Regions from separate parts of the Mus musculus genome. Here all the other regions are linked to region 1. The links are chromatin contacts, called in public promoter capture Hi-C maps. All regions are on one chromosome and are shown on one strand. Each heading gives the region's core, a stretch centred on a gene start, on an enhancer-like site or on the middle of the called end of the contact. The rest is flanking DNA. Distances are from core to core; before and after follow the strand shown. Region 1 holds the start of Taz (tafazzin). Region 2 holds the start of Ssr4 (signal sequence receptor, delta). Region 3 holds the start of Pdzd4 (PDZ domain containing 4). Region 4 holds the start of L1cam (L1 cell adhesion molecule).

Region 1 (3,004 bases), core at 344-2,843:
AAACCCTTAGCCTTCTATACATGTACCCCACTGCCATTATAAAGTGGTAACACCACACTGTTCTCCCTGACAGGAGTGGTAGATTCAGAAGGGACTGCAAATACAGCTTCCTTGAATTCTCACACCAGAGTTTTGGACTGCAGAGATTCTAAGTGATCATCCCTCTTCCTATTCTCTGCCAACTATACTGCCATATCATGGCTCCCCTAAGTCCTTCTAAGACAGACGCATTGACCACCAGCTTCCTTGTCCCCAAGGGAGGCCTGGACATGCCTCCCAGAGGAGCAGCTCACCTCGACACACAGGCACACATTTGCCCAAGCTGAAGAAATGGGAGTGCAGCTCCTTGGTGAAGCAGATGTCTGCAGCTGCTGGGGTCCTAGAGCAGCAATAGACCCAATCATCCCTGCCTCCAAGACTTCCCATTGCTTGTCCCCAACTCTCCCCACCCAATATAATGCCTGCCATCACTGCCATACAGAATGAAGCTCCAAGAGAAGGCCCTAAGGAGCCCCACCCATGCCCTTCCTGGAAGGCTGGATGCCAACTCCTGAGCAGAGAAAGGCAAATCTGGGCAGAAATGGATGGGTCACTTCAAGGGGCCCATTCCTCCTCACCAACGCATCAACTTCAGGTTCCAGATGTGGCGGAGTTTTAGGATCCCTGTGAAAAAGTAAAGTCCTTGATGTGACATGGCTACTTCCACACTCCTTTTAAATTTCTGATATCCTGTCTAAATCACATTCCCTGGAGGAATCCTAAGGGGGACACACAAAACTTCCAGCAGTTAGGCAGTATATCCCCCAAACAAGGTAAAGTTTTTCAAAAGAGCCTGGTGGGAAGTCAATCTGTCTTTGGTGGGGGCCTGTTCTTGTTTTGCCTCCCTGAACCCAGCACACTGGCACCATACCCCAGAGATGAGGGTCATCCATGCAAGACTGGTGGTTGGAGACGGTGATAAGGGGGGTGGCAGGGCCTCGGTTCTCAATGAGCTCATACAGCACTTCCTTGTTGTGCACGGTGAGGTGGTTCATGTACTCTGGGAAGAGAAGTCAGTCCCAAGCTCTAGGTCATTTCCACCTGCCCGAGGCTTCTTACTGTGCCAGAAAAGCCCCTGCCATATTCCCAGTCCGAAAACCCCCAGCCAGGCCAGAGGCCTGTGAACAGACTCTGCCTTGGCCTTTTGCCACTCACTGGTCCAGAAGCAGCTGTAGGTGCCAACTAGGCCCATGACGACGCTGCTGGCTAGAGTCCAGGTGAGCCGGGGCACCGCGGGGAATGGCCACTTCACATGGAGGGGCATCTCCTCCGGCTCCGGCCCCGCCCCCGGAGCCCAGAGTTCCTCTTGCCCCAGGCCAGCCGATGTCCTCTACCACTCAGGAGAAGGATCTCCAACAGACTGGCAGAGGACTAGACTAAGGTCACCTGGTGGAACAGCTCAGCACCTCCCTAGCACTGTTCTCTGGATAGAGAAGAGCCGCTGCTCAGGCGACGAGACGGGACTGCTGTACAAAGCAATGCGCACTAGAAACCAAGTCTTGACGGCCTCACTCGACGAATCAGCCGGAAAGCAACTCGAGGAAGCGTCCTTGCCTGTTGTCGCAAAACATGCCTAGGTTGCTTGACGGCTGCCAGGGCGGGTCTACGCCAGCCTCGCTCCGGCCCCTCCCCCGTCAAGGTTTTGGCTCCAAACCGCCTTAAGCAGTGCTGCGTCTCTTTGATTCCATAATTCTAGTGTCTACAGGCGACATTAGCTACACAGCACCATTACCTGAAGCTACGCAAGTCGTAGGCTGGTGGAAACTTTTTACTTGTTCTCTTTCCCTGTCCCACCCGATGTGTATCCGGTTATGCATGCTTCTGAAGGCTCACACAGAGACCGGAAAAGGGCATCGGGTGTCCGCGTCTATTATTCTCTGCCTTTTATTGTACTATTTCTCCCAGTGATCTGGGGGTTGGGGCATTTGGTTATCTCCACGATAGAGCATTTGCCTAGTATTCATGTGGTACCAGAACTAACAAATTTCTGCCATGAGGCATTTTTCTAAACTGCCACTCCAGTGGGGACCTGAACAGGTCAGTCGCGCTACCCATCCTGTGCATAAGGTCCTTTGCTTTGGGTTTTCTGAGCAGTCGTCACACAGGCAAACTTAATTTGGGAGTGCGCACCAACATTGTGGTTCAGGGCCTGAGGACCCTGAGAGAAGACTGCCTCTGCTCTGCTCTTTGCTGCAGGGGAACTGGCCAAAGAATGAGCAAGCCTACCTCACCTTTTTCCCTAGGTCCAGGTAACTGTTCAATGATAGACTGCTGCTTCTTGGCACGGGTGATAGTAGGCATGTTTGCGACAACAAGCAAGGACGCTTCCTCGACTTGCTTTCAGGCGGATTCGTCGAGCAGAGGCCGCCAGCTCCCCAAGTTGCTATTCGCTTGGCAAAAGAAACACCCATCATGGGCGGGGTGGGCCAGCAGGTAGCCAGTTCTCAGGCACAGCCTACTGGACAGGGATGTGGAGCTCAGCCTTGCTTATGGCCCGCCCCTTTGGGTGGGTCTGGAAACCAGCTCCTGGGCTGAAGGGTGGCGCTCAGCCTTGCTACTTGGGACGGGAAAGTTGTGGAGCCGGCCCCTTTGGGTGTGTCTGGAAACCCGCGCCTCTTCTTCCCATTTCCCCCCCACACACACCCAACTGCGCGTCCTTACCCGCCTTGGCTGGAGCTGCGATTCTGTGGAGTGGAATGTTTTATTCGGTTCAACGCTGAGGCAGGCGTGGGGCCGACTTGGGCTGTGGAGGTATGAGAATCCTGCGGGTAGGGAAAGGGAGGAGGTTGTCTCTACTGGGGAGGAACTTCAGAAGGAAAGGGAATTTCAAGCTAAAGCTGTCTTTGGAAGACTAGGAAGCATTATGCTGAGGCCAGGAACAGTTATTCTTTCTGGTTCATCCTCAGAGTCCTAGTGGTCTCAGTCTCCAAATATAGCTTGGCCAGTGCAGAACTGCCCCAGTGCT
Region 2 (3,004 bases), core at 262-2,761, 500 kb after region 1:
ATGATAGGGAGGCCACAAAGCAGCTCACCTGCTCCTAAAGTACCCCAGAAGCCCAGTAGGTCAAGGCAGCCTCAATTCAGAGCTTCTTCAATAGCCTACTGAAAGCATTCTGCAGACACTAAATGGGGTGTTGTTAACACACAGGGACTTTCAAGATAAGGGTCTCTAGACCCATCCAGGTGACAGAATGTCAAGACTGGTTCTAGTGTTTCCTGAGAGAAGTAAATTCTGGGCCCAAACACCAAACCTGCCCCTGTAAACTAAACACCCCTGAGGAAAAGTTTTCATCCAACTCTTCTCCAAATGTGATGTCTTGAAAGAATGACCGATTAAGCTAGAGAAGACCTTGTACCGGCATAAATGGCAGGAGGAAAATGCCTGGGAATGGCTCTCAAGGCCATATTCCACCAACCCTTCTGTGACCTGCTCAGCTGGGCCTTTCCCTGTAGACACTATGGAACCCCTAATAGATGTTACAGCCAGGTTTGTCTTTTTAAGACACTGCTAGCAACAGACTGAAGGATTCTCTGAGGGGTGGGTAGAAGGGATGGCCAGAGGCTACCTGTATGTACAGAAACCAAATCGTCCTTAGTTCAGGCTCTCAGGTCTGAGGTGCTAACATCTTTCAAAACACATGCCGGCACTCCAGATTGAGCTCAGCCCCACTACCACGTTACAGATGTCTCACAAATATCAACGGGTCTGTGCACGGTTCAATTTTGCTATGAACTTTGGGGTGGGATATACCAAGGCGTCACAAAAAGTCGAGGCTCTGGGCACTAAAAGCCCTTGCTCACTTCATCGGTTCCCTATCTAACTCGCCTAGTGCCCTTACTCTGATCTGCCTCCCTCTCTTAGGTTTCTCTTGGGGAAGCCTGGCCTATGCAGCATTGGTTCGTAGCTGCCAGCACTGCTCTTGTGCGACTACCTTTTGACACAGGAACCAGGGACATACATATCACCTTCCCTGCTGGAGCTGGTGGTCGGAGCATGGTACTGCTTTGGGGGTTCTCCCAAAAGCAGACAAGGAAGCAACCTGGCTGTCGGGTAAACGTGTGTGTGGTGCTTTGGTCGCCACGACACAACACCCATCGGGGGAAGATCCCGTCAGTAGCGACGAGCCCCGGGAAGGGCCAGATCCCCACCTCGCGCACACCCTTCCTCCCCCCAGCACCACCTGCCAACAGCAGGGGCGCGCCCCGAAACAAGCTCCGGCCAGGCCGCTACCTGAGCAGCAAGATAGGCCAGACAGCAGGAGTAGTGCCAGGGCGCCGAAAGATGCCATCGCCGCCATCGCCTCTTCTCTTCCGAGGGGAAAAGAGAGCAAGCCACCCTGGACATGCGGAGCAGACGAGGAAGCGCGACGCGTAAGCGGCCTCAGCACCCAATCGTGCGTCGGCGGGCTGGGTCGGGCATGGTGACGTCGCTGGCGGCACTGACGTGTCCGCTTCCCTAGCCAGGGTCCCAACCGGTCGCACTTCCCTCCTTCTCAGCCTTCCCCTCCCCAAGATGGCGGAACAGTGCTCTAGGCACCGGAAGGGGGCGTAAGAACCGGTGTGACTGTGCGCGTGCGTAATGCTAGCGTTTTCTCAACCCATACCCCGGATTTCTCGCTGTCCCCAACTGTCGCGAGAACGGTGCTTAATGTTTTGACCTGTAGAGGTCCTCACTTTTCGTCATGGCGCTGAAGGTGGCGATAGCTGCTGGCGGTGCTGCAAAGGCAATGCTCAAGCCAACTCTCCTCTGCCGTCCTTGGGAGGTGAGTGGTGAATGGGCGGTGGGACATTTGCAGGCTTACAGAGGGACTTAACACCCAATTGAGACCCGGAGTCGGGTAACGGCTCTTTGAGCAAACACGGAATTCGATTGGCTGTGCGAGCCATAGGAGGGGCGGGGAGAGGGCTGCACTCTGGGGTTCACTGGTTGCTTCTGCTGTCCGTGAGGCGGTTGGCCGAAATTGACTCTGATCTGGCTCCTCTGTGCCTTCCTCCGGAAGGGTTGGGAAGGTAGACCGCAGTAGCTAGGTGTCCCCTCCGTAGTGTCCTTGTGGAAGCCCTTTTGAAGAGGCCACGTGTCCTGGCCCACCTTGCATGTACCATCTAAGCCTGTTTCTGGACTCAGTTCCTCCTTGGTTTTCCCTCTCTTAGACTGCTTTGCCCTAGTGGAGGTGGAAAATCAGACTTTATCAGTATCTCTCTCGCTGTGTGTCTCTCGCTGTGTCCCCGCGTTCCCTCTCCCGGTTTCTCTCTGTCTCGTCGAACACGCGGTTTCTCTCTGTAGCCTGGAACTCACACTGTAGACCAGGCTGGCCTTGAATTCAGAAATCCTCCTGCCTCTGTCTCCCAAGTGCTGGGATTAATTAAAGGCATGCACCGCCGCCATCTGGCTATCCATAATCCTTGATCCCTCCAGATCTTCCGCCTACCAAGCACCTAGATACTTGATTCTAACCAAAAGGCCAACAAACAAGCCCAAACCCCTGTAATGAGAGTGAACCAGGGTTCTAAGACTGGAAGCTTCTAGGGCTTTGCTTTCCTGGTTCTTTCTTTGGAGTCTTGGTTAGCTGGTTTAGCTCCTGGGTAGCACTGCTTAGCACCAGAAAACCAACAACTAGCTCTGGGGAATAAGAGCTATGACCTCTAGGCCTTGCTCTTCCACTGACCTAGAATATGGCATTAGGCCAGCTCTCTTTTCTCTCTGGGTTCCAGTGAGGAGAGAGGACTTTATGTTCTCAAAGCATTTGCTGACTCTGACCTTCCAGAATGCCATGGGGTTTTTTGTTGTTGTTGTTGTTGGGGTCTTGGGGGCTTTTTTGTTTTGTCTTGTTTTGTTTGGGGAAGGGAGCTACATATGCTACATGAAATTCTATTTAAAATAGGGACTTCTGGTTCAGCCAGATGGCTGAGTGGGTAAAGGCACCTGCCTCCAAGCTTGGATACCAAGTTTAATCCTTGGAATTCTTGTAAAATGCAAGGAGAAAAAGGACCCCACAGAATCATCTTCT
Region 3 (3,004 bases), core at 191-2,690, 460 kb after region 1:
GATCTACAGAGCAAGTTTCAGGACAGTTATAGCTACATAGAGAAACCCTGTCTTGAAAAAAGAAAGAAAGAAAGAAAGAAAGAAAGAAAGAAAGAAAGAAAGAAAGGAAGGAAGAAAGGAAGGAAGGAAGGAAGGAAGGAAGGAAGGAAGGAAGGAAGGAAGAAAGACTTGTGCTAAGTTCTGTGGGCTAGGCTGGGGGAAAATGTTTTTGATGACTGGTCAGGACCTTGGTGAAATACATACAATTAGAAGGTAAAAAGATTTGGAGAGGATATTTCTAAGAGACTGCTCTTGAAGTAAGGTGATCTAGATCTTATGCTGTAGGCATGAGGAAGCTCAAATTACAGGGCAGAGGGGGCTGTTGTGGCAGTAACCATGGTGGAAGGACTAGGGTCCATCTCCTCTCCCCGGGGCTGATCTAAACACAGTGCCTCCCATCCACAGACATTTGTACTGAGCTCTCAAAAAGGGTATTCCTCAGGAAGATCTACTGGTCATCTCCTGAAAGGCTCAAGTTTTGCTTTCTGGGAAAGACAGTTTATAAGCACTCATACTTCCTTTCTGGATTTCAGGTTATTCCTATTTCTGTCTTTTGAACCAAAGTGGGGGTGGAAAGGAAAAGTATTGAAGCAGCCTCCCCCAATACTGTTAATTAAACATTTCTATGCTGTTATAAATCCCCTCACTCGCCAGAGCCTGGAGATAAAGACCAGACAATTTTATCAAAGGATCTTCTGCAGGTAAGAGGGCTAAGCAGCTCTCTCAGGCAGCCTCTGGGAACCTAGCTTTCAATCGGTCATTGTTATCTAGCCAAAGGCCATCTTTTCCTCTGGTTTATCAAGAAGAGGGGCAGCCTGTGGGAGGGAAGAGGCTAAAGGAGAAGTGTGAGGAGGGAAGGCTGGAACTGAGAAACAGACAGCGGTTTCAGTGCAAGCAAGGGGGGTGCCCATAAAGGCCCCAAAGAATGAGGCTTCTCTGTAGTTCTCTTGCCACCTACAGCACCCCCACGTTTTTCTTCTAAACAAAGGTATCCGTTTCAGAGATAGCAAGGGAATGGCTCAGTTAAAGCAGGGAACCAGTCTTTAAAGAGAGACAGAGGAAGGAGTACAGACATTGGGGCTGATACATTTAGAACCTGGGAAAGGGGTGAAATAGCCTCTCCTTGAGACCAAGGCCCTGAACTCTCTTCAGGAGTCCAGGGAAGCTTCTTCTTCAGACAGGATCCTCTTTTCTCAGGGACACACCTAGCAGACAGGTCCACTAGACACCTCGCCCTCGGACATTGGCATTATCTGGTCTCAGGGACTCAGGCCCCGCCCTCAGCTCCCTGCGCCGACTCCTGAGGCCCCCTGCCGCTCCCGCCCGCACCCAGCCTCTGCTTCTCCCACGCGCGTGCGCCCCTTCTCCGCACACCTCCCCCGCTGTTGCTGCGGGCGCGCGCGCGCGCGTTCCGGTGTTCCAGGCAGGAGCTGGAGACAAGCGACCGGCTGTGGGCCAGGCTCTGAGAGAGCGCCGTGAGCTAGAGAAGCGGGACCCTGCGAGGCTACAGCTGGCGTGGGCCTGGCCGCCTCTCCGTCGGCGGGCCGGGCCACGTCGCCAAGCCCAGAGGCTGGACTCCCGGGGCTGATGGCCATGGGCGGGAGCTGGAGACGACAGCGGCAAAGGCAGCGGCAGCGGCCGGCCCCGCGGGCGGGGAGCCGTGTGGCCCACGGCCCCTGACAGCCCCTGACGGCCCCGGCGGGCAGGCGCGCTCCCGCGCCTCCTGGGGTGGGGGGGCCGTAGCCAGGCAACGCCCGGCGCGCCCGCCCATCCCCCGCCGCCCTTTTTTTCCCCTGGCTGGGTGCGAAGGAGCATGCCTGTGTCTGGCCTCGGCCAGCAAAGAGTTAAGTCGAGAGGCTTGGAGCTGCCTTCCTCTTGGGGGCGTGCCCCCCTCCCCCGCTAGGCGGCTCGGCCCCCCGGGGTAAGGTATGGCCCCGGGCCCAGGCCCGGGACCCGTGGTCCCACGCACTGGCCAGTGAAAGATACCTTCCTCTTCCCGCTCTCCTCTTTCCCTCGCCGGCCAGCATCATGGGATGTAATATGTGTGTGGTCCAGAAACCGGAGGAGCAGTACAAAGTGATGCTTCAGGTAGGGCGCCTGGGCTGCTGGGGAGAGGGTCGCAGCCGGACCTAGGAAAACTGTAAACCCCGAGGGGGAGGGCCAGGTAGAGTCAAGAAAGGCAGGTGTGGGAGGGCGAGAGGGCTCGAGAGAAAAAGGTAGGGAGCTGATCTCGCCCTCAGATTATGGGTTGCTGGGTGCTGGCGCCCTGTGGGAACCATCCAGGGATGGAAGGAACTGGGTGAAGAAGATATGTAGGTGTTCAAGGCACATCACCTGGCACTCCGAGTGCGTAACGACCACTAACCATGTGTCCAGATCAGCCCAGGTGGGAAGTTAAGATTCTGTCCCGGGACAGTGAGGCGCTCAGTGGCCCGCGCGGGATGGAGGTTGCATAGCAACGGTCTGGATTCCCGGCACATGGTCCCAGGGTTGGAGCCTGACCCAAAGAAGCAGTGAAGTGCCTGCGGGACAGAGGCCGAATCCCGGGCCTGGCAGGCCAGATTTAAAACGTCGTCAATGGAGCTGGGTTTGAGTACCCATTTTCCCATCCACTCTCTAGACTAAGTCACGACTGTCGATTTCAGGGCCTCAGGCATTTTGGGTGAGTGGGTGACGCGGGGATCGATCGGTGGTGCCCAGCACGTGCTCTGCCTGTTGGCATCCGCTTTGGCCTGTTGGGCCTTGAGGACAAGGAGGGTGTTGAGAGCGACGCGTGCGGGGCGGCAGGAGATACCCTGCTGCCCGCTTGCACCTTGAGCCACCTTCTCAGCCACGAGTGGGGTTTCCTTGCCTGTGCGTGGCGTGACTACGTGAGTGCGTGCCTGTGCCCCGTCTGTGTGTGCGCCGAGGCTTGCCAGCCCCGCGCGTCTATACTTTCTGTGTGTGCACCCTGAGAGTACTTTAG
Region 4 (3,004 bases), core at 175-2,674, 400 kb after region 1:
GTCATGAAACTGATCTCAGTTCAGTGCCTCATGGAAAATACCATTCTCTGCCCAGCTAAAAAGGCCCCTGGCTTCGTGACCTAGCTGCCTGGCTCAGTCTCCTCTGCTGTCTCCTGGAGATTTGAACCAGTGAAGCTTCATGAGTACGGTCCGCAGCTTCATTCTGAATCCATCTGAGCCAAGTGGCAGGCCTGTAGAAGGAGTAGTGGCCTCTGAGCTCTTTGCTTAAGCCTCCACTTCATTCAGATGACTCTTCCTAAAGACTCCATGGTACACTTTGGATGTCTGGAAAGACATCCAGACTTTCACAGAGTGCTAGCAGGCATCCCCAAGTTTTTCTTTCATGGGAAGGAAGCTGGCAGGAGGTGATCATATGAGAAGGGAAACCAGGCCAGAGTGCCAAAAGTGTTTTCATGGGATCAGGGCATTGCACCACTGGGGGAGTGTTGGCAGGCTGAGCAGAGGACCTACAGAATGCTTCACTGAGTAACAGGCATGCTCATAAAAATACCATACCTACCAGGGCTGCAATCTGCCATCTGGGCCCTAGGCCTTCCTTGCCCTGCAGCTTCAGCTAGCTGGACTCACTTTGGAATTCCAGCCCCCTCTGCTTCGCCTCGCTTGGGAGGTCACAGCCCTAAGCCTGGGAGGGGGCGCCACTGGGAAAATCTCCTTTCCATAAGCTTTCCCCATAGGGCTGTAAGCGAGAGTAGGTCGACCAGGAAAGGTCAGAAAGAGGCCAATCCCGAGGACAAAGAAATAAGGCACTGAGCAGGAGGGAAGTGGGAGGAAGATCAGAAGTAGGGGGTTTCAGGTTGAAGGGCGCTCTCTCTGAGAACTTTCCCTTCTAGCCTAATCTGGGACCTAGTGTTTAGGAGGGACTGTATGGTGTGCCTCGCCACACCTCCTTCGCAGGCTGGGGACTCAGGTTCAGGCGTACATCCCTGAAGAGCCCTGGCTTAGCGTCGTGGCTGGGCAGGGGTTCCAAGAGGCGCTCTGCCCTGAGAGTGCGGATACATTCAAACACATGACCAGGGCGCGGCCCGGACCTAATGGTATATGAATGCCCATTACTAGCCAGAGCCCTCGAAGGCCAAGTGGAGGCGAGGTAATCTGGTTCCCAGTCTGGATCCTCTCCCCACTGTCCAGCCCCGAGATCCCGAGAATACTTCTGCAAATGACTTCCAATATAAGCCTCAAGGGCGGCGGGGATCCTTGATAGTGAGGTTGGGGGTCACTCTCATCTCGGGGATACTGGGACTGCTGGAGCTCCTGAAGAGGACCCCCCCCCCCCACGAGGTCCCTATCACGCGCGGGGCTCTGCGGCCAGGTTCAGATGAAACAAGGAACGAGGGTGTGGCGAGGCGGGGCCTGCTGCGGGGGAGGTGATCTCACTACCTCCCCCTCCCTCTTCCTCCCCCACTTCCCCGCGCACGCTGCCCCGCCCGCCGCCGCCGCCGCCGCAGCAGCAGCAGCAGCAACATCGCGTCGGCAGCGGCATCGCTGGGTGGCAGGTCCGAGGTCGGCGTGCACAGAGACTGAGCTGGCAACCTGATCGGCGCAGGTAAGGTGGGCTGGTTTGTCCCCTTGACCGCAGCAGCGACCATCTACGTTCCAGACCCAGCCCGCCTCAGGCTCAGAGGGAGTGGGTTTCGTGCCTCCTCGGTAGGAAGGCTGGAGCCCCACCCATGCATGCTAGGCACCGAGCTCTGAGCCCTGCGATCTGGAATGGGGTTGGAGAAAGTGGCTAGGTGCCAGAGCTCGACAGGTGAGGGGTAACTGGGCGGCTCCCCAAATGCATGCTTAGGGAGGGGCACAGGAGTGGTCAGGCAGGTTCTGTATGGGCAAGTGGAGCTGAAGTTGGCATATCCCTGTGGGTGTATGCGTGTGAGGAAGGAAATGTGAACCCAGCAGAACGTCCATCTAACCCAGTCGACCGCTGTGGGGTGTGGCTCTGGGCGTGGCTGTTCCTCATCCCCATCTAAAGTCCTGATTGCGGCTGGGGTGGGGGAGAAGCCAGTGTCTAGCATGGTGTGGGGGAGATTGAGCGAAGCTCCTCCGGTAATGGGAGGAGGAGAAGGATCAGGGATGGATGGGCGCTGCCTGCCCCTCCACCCCAAAGTGGGGAGGGGGCTTTGTTCTTCACCTCCTCCTTTCCAAATTCCCTCCGGGGATCCCCTCAAATGCACTGCAAAACCAGTCTCCTCTCAGGCACAGAACCTCCCTTAGGTTCTTTGGCCAATAAAGACTACACTAAGAGAGATGGTTTTGGGCACTCACTGATGTGCCTGTGGATGCACATGGGTGTGGACCATGGGTCCATCAGGTAAAAATAAGGGAAGAAGGGCCTCATTGGCTTAGGACAAGGGACTTCTGGAAGCAAGGTGCCTGGGACTCTTTCTGTAGAGACTGGAGCGATTTTAGACATTGTTTTATACTCTGTTTAATTATGGGAGGAGGGACGTTTCCATACCTTATTCCCTTCTATCTGGTTCAGAGTTTTAGGGTGTTGATTGATAGGAAATGAAAAGAATAACAGATATAGCCCACTGCTCCTCCTGATCTAGTGTCTATAACCCCTATCCATCTGTCTCAGGGAGGCAGGACCACCATCTGTCTGGGGGCCTGGCACCCCTTTCAGGTAGATGTCTTGATCCTGATTAATGCAACTCCAGTGGTAGCGGTTACTAGCAGCCCAGTGTTGTCTTTGCTGACTCACATGGCCCTTGTGGTGAATAGATCCAGCAGCCTTTCTTCCCACCTTTATGGTCCTTTAGTAGGGTGGCTAGGGTGGGGCTTGCCCAAGGCCTCAGCTCTGATGGACCCCTTGCTGCAGATGGTGGGACTTGACAACCCTAGCTTCTTACCTAGCCCAACATCTACGCAGCACTGTATATACTTGCTTACCATTCAGGCACTAATCCTTCAGTCACCCTCAAGGGTCTGTGGCCACATGGCGAATTGGTGACAGGGCTGGGACTGGGAACTCCCCACTTCTCTGCCT

The links. Promoter capture Hi-C pulls out the DNA fragments that hold promoters and counts their contacts. Capture Hi-C pulls out chosen DNA fragments and counts their contacts.
Region 2: a contact with region 1 is called in a promoter capture Hi-C map of adipose tissue. The contact joins the promoter of Ssr4 here to the promoter of Taz in region 1. A contact is called at or near these places in 5 of 39 promoter capture datasets (the SN4741 cell line, hippocampal neurons, liver and 1 more), 10 of 115 datasets of contacts at active chromatin or transcription factors (astrocytes, double positive thymocytes, effector CD8 T cells and 7 more) and 2 of 9 other capture datasets (adipose tissue and liver).
Region 3: a contact with region 1 is called in a promoter capture Hi-C map of hippocampal neurons, with 3 times the contacts expected there. The contact joins the promoter of Pdzd4 here to the promoter of Taz in region 1. A contact is called at or near these places in 2 of 39 promoter capture datasets (hippocampal neurons and liver) and 1 of 484 Hi-C or Micro-C datasets (embryonic stem cells).
Region 4: a contact with region 1 is called in a promoter capture Hi-C map of hippocampal neurons, with 4 times the contacts expected there. The contact joins the promoter of L1cam here to the promoter of Taz in region 1. A contact is called at or near these places in 4 of 39 promoter capture datasets (hippocampal neurons, liver, neutrophils and 1 more).

The regions. Positions count from the first base shown.
Region 1 is chrX:74,281,307-74,284,310 of GRCm38.p6, reverse strand. Taz (tafazzin) reads right to left here and starts at 1,593. Exons shown (of 10, transcript NM_181516.6): 1 at 1,195-1,593; 2 at 911-1,039; 3 at 618-663; 4 at 294-379. The coding sequence starts at 1,303. Dnase1l1 (deoxyribonuclease 1-like 1) reads left to right here and starts at 2,685. Exons shown (of 8, transcript NM_027109.3): 1 at 2,685-2,790.
Region 2 is chrX:73,785,530-73,788,533 of GRCm38.p6, reverse strand. It overlaps Ssr4 (signal sequence receptor, delta), which reads right to left and starts at 1,511. Exons shown (of 6, transcript NM_001166480.2): 1 at 1,228-1,511. The coding sequence starts at 1,294. Idh3g (isocitrate dehydrogenase 3 (NAD+), gamma) reads left to right here and starts at 1,637. Exons shown (of 13, transcript NM_008323.1): 1 at 1,637-1,759. The coding sequence starts at 1,679.
Region 3 is chrX:73,823,405-73,826,408 of GRCm38.p6, reverse strand. It overlaps Pdzd4 (PDZ domain containing 4), which reads left to right and starts at 1,440. Exons shown (of 8, transcript NM_001029868.2): 1 at 1,440-2,127. The coding sequence starts at 2,068.
Region 4 is chrX:73,879,254-73,882,257 of GRCm38.p6, reverse strand. L1cam (L1 cell adhesion molecule) reads left to right here and starts at 1,424. Exons shown (of 29, transcript NM_008478.3): 1 at 1,424-1,564.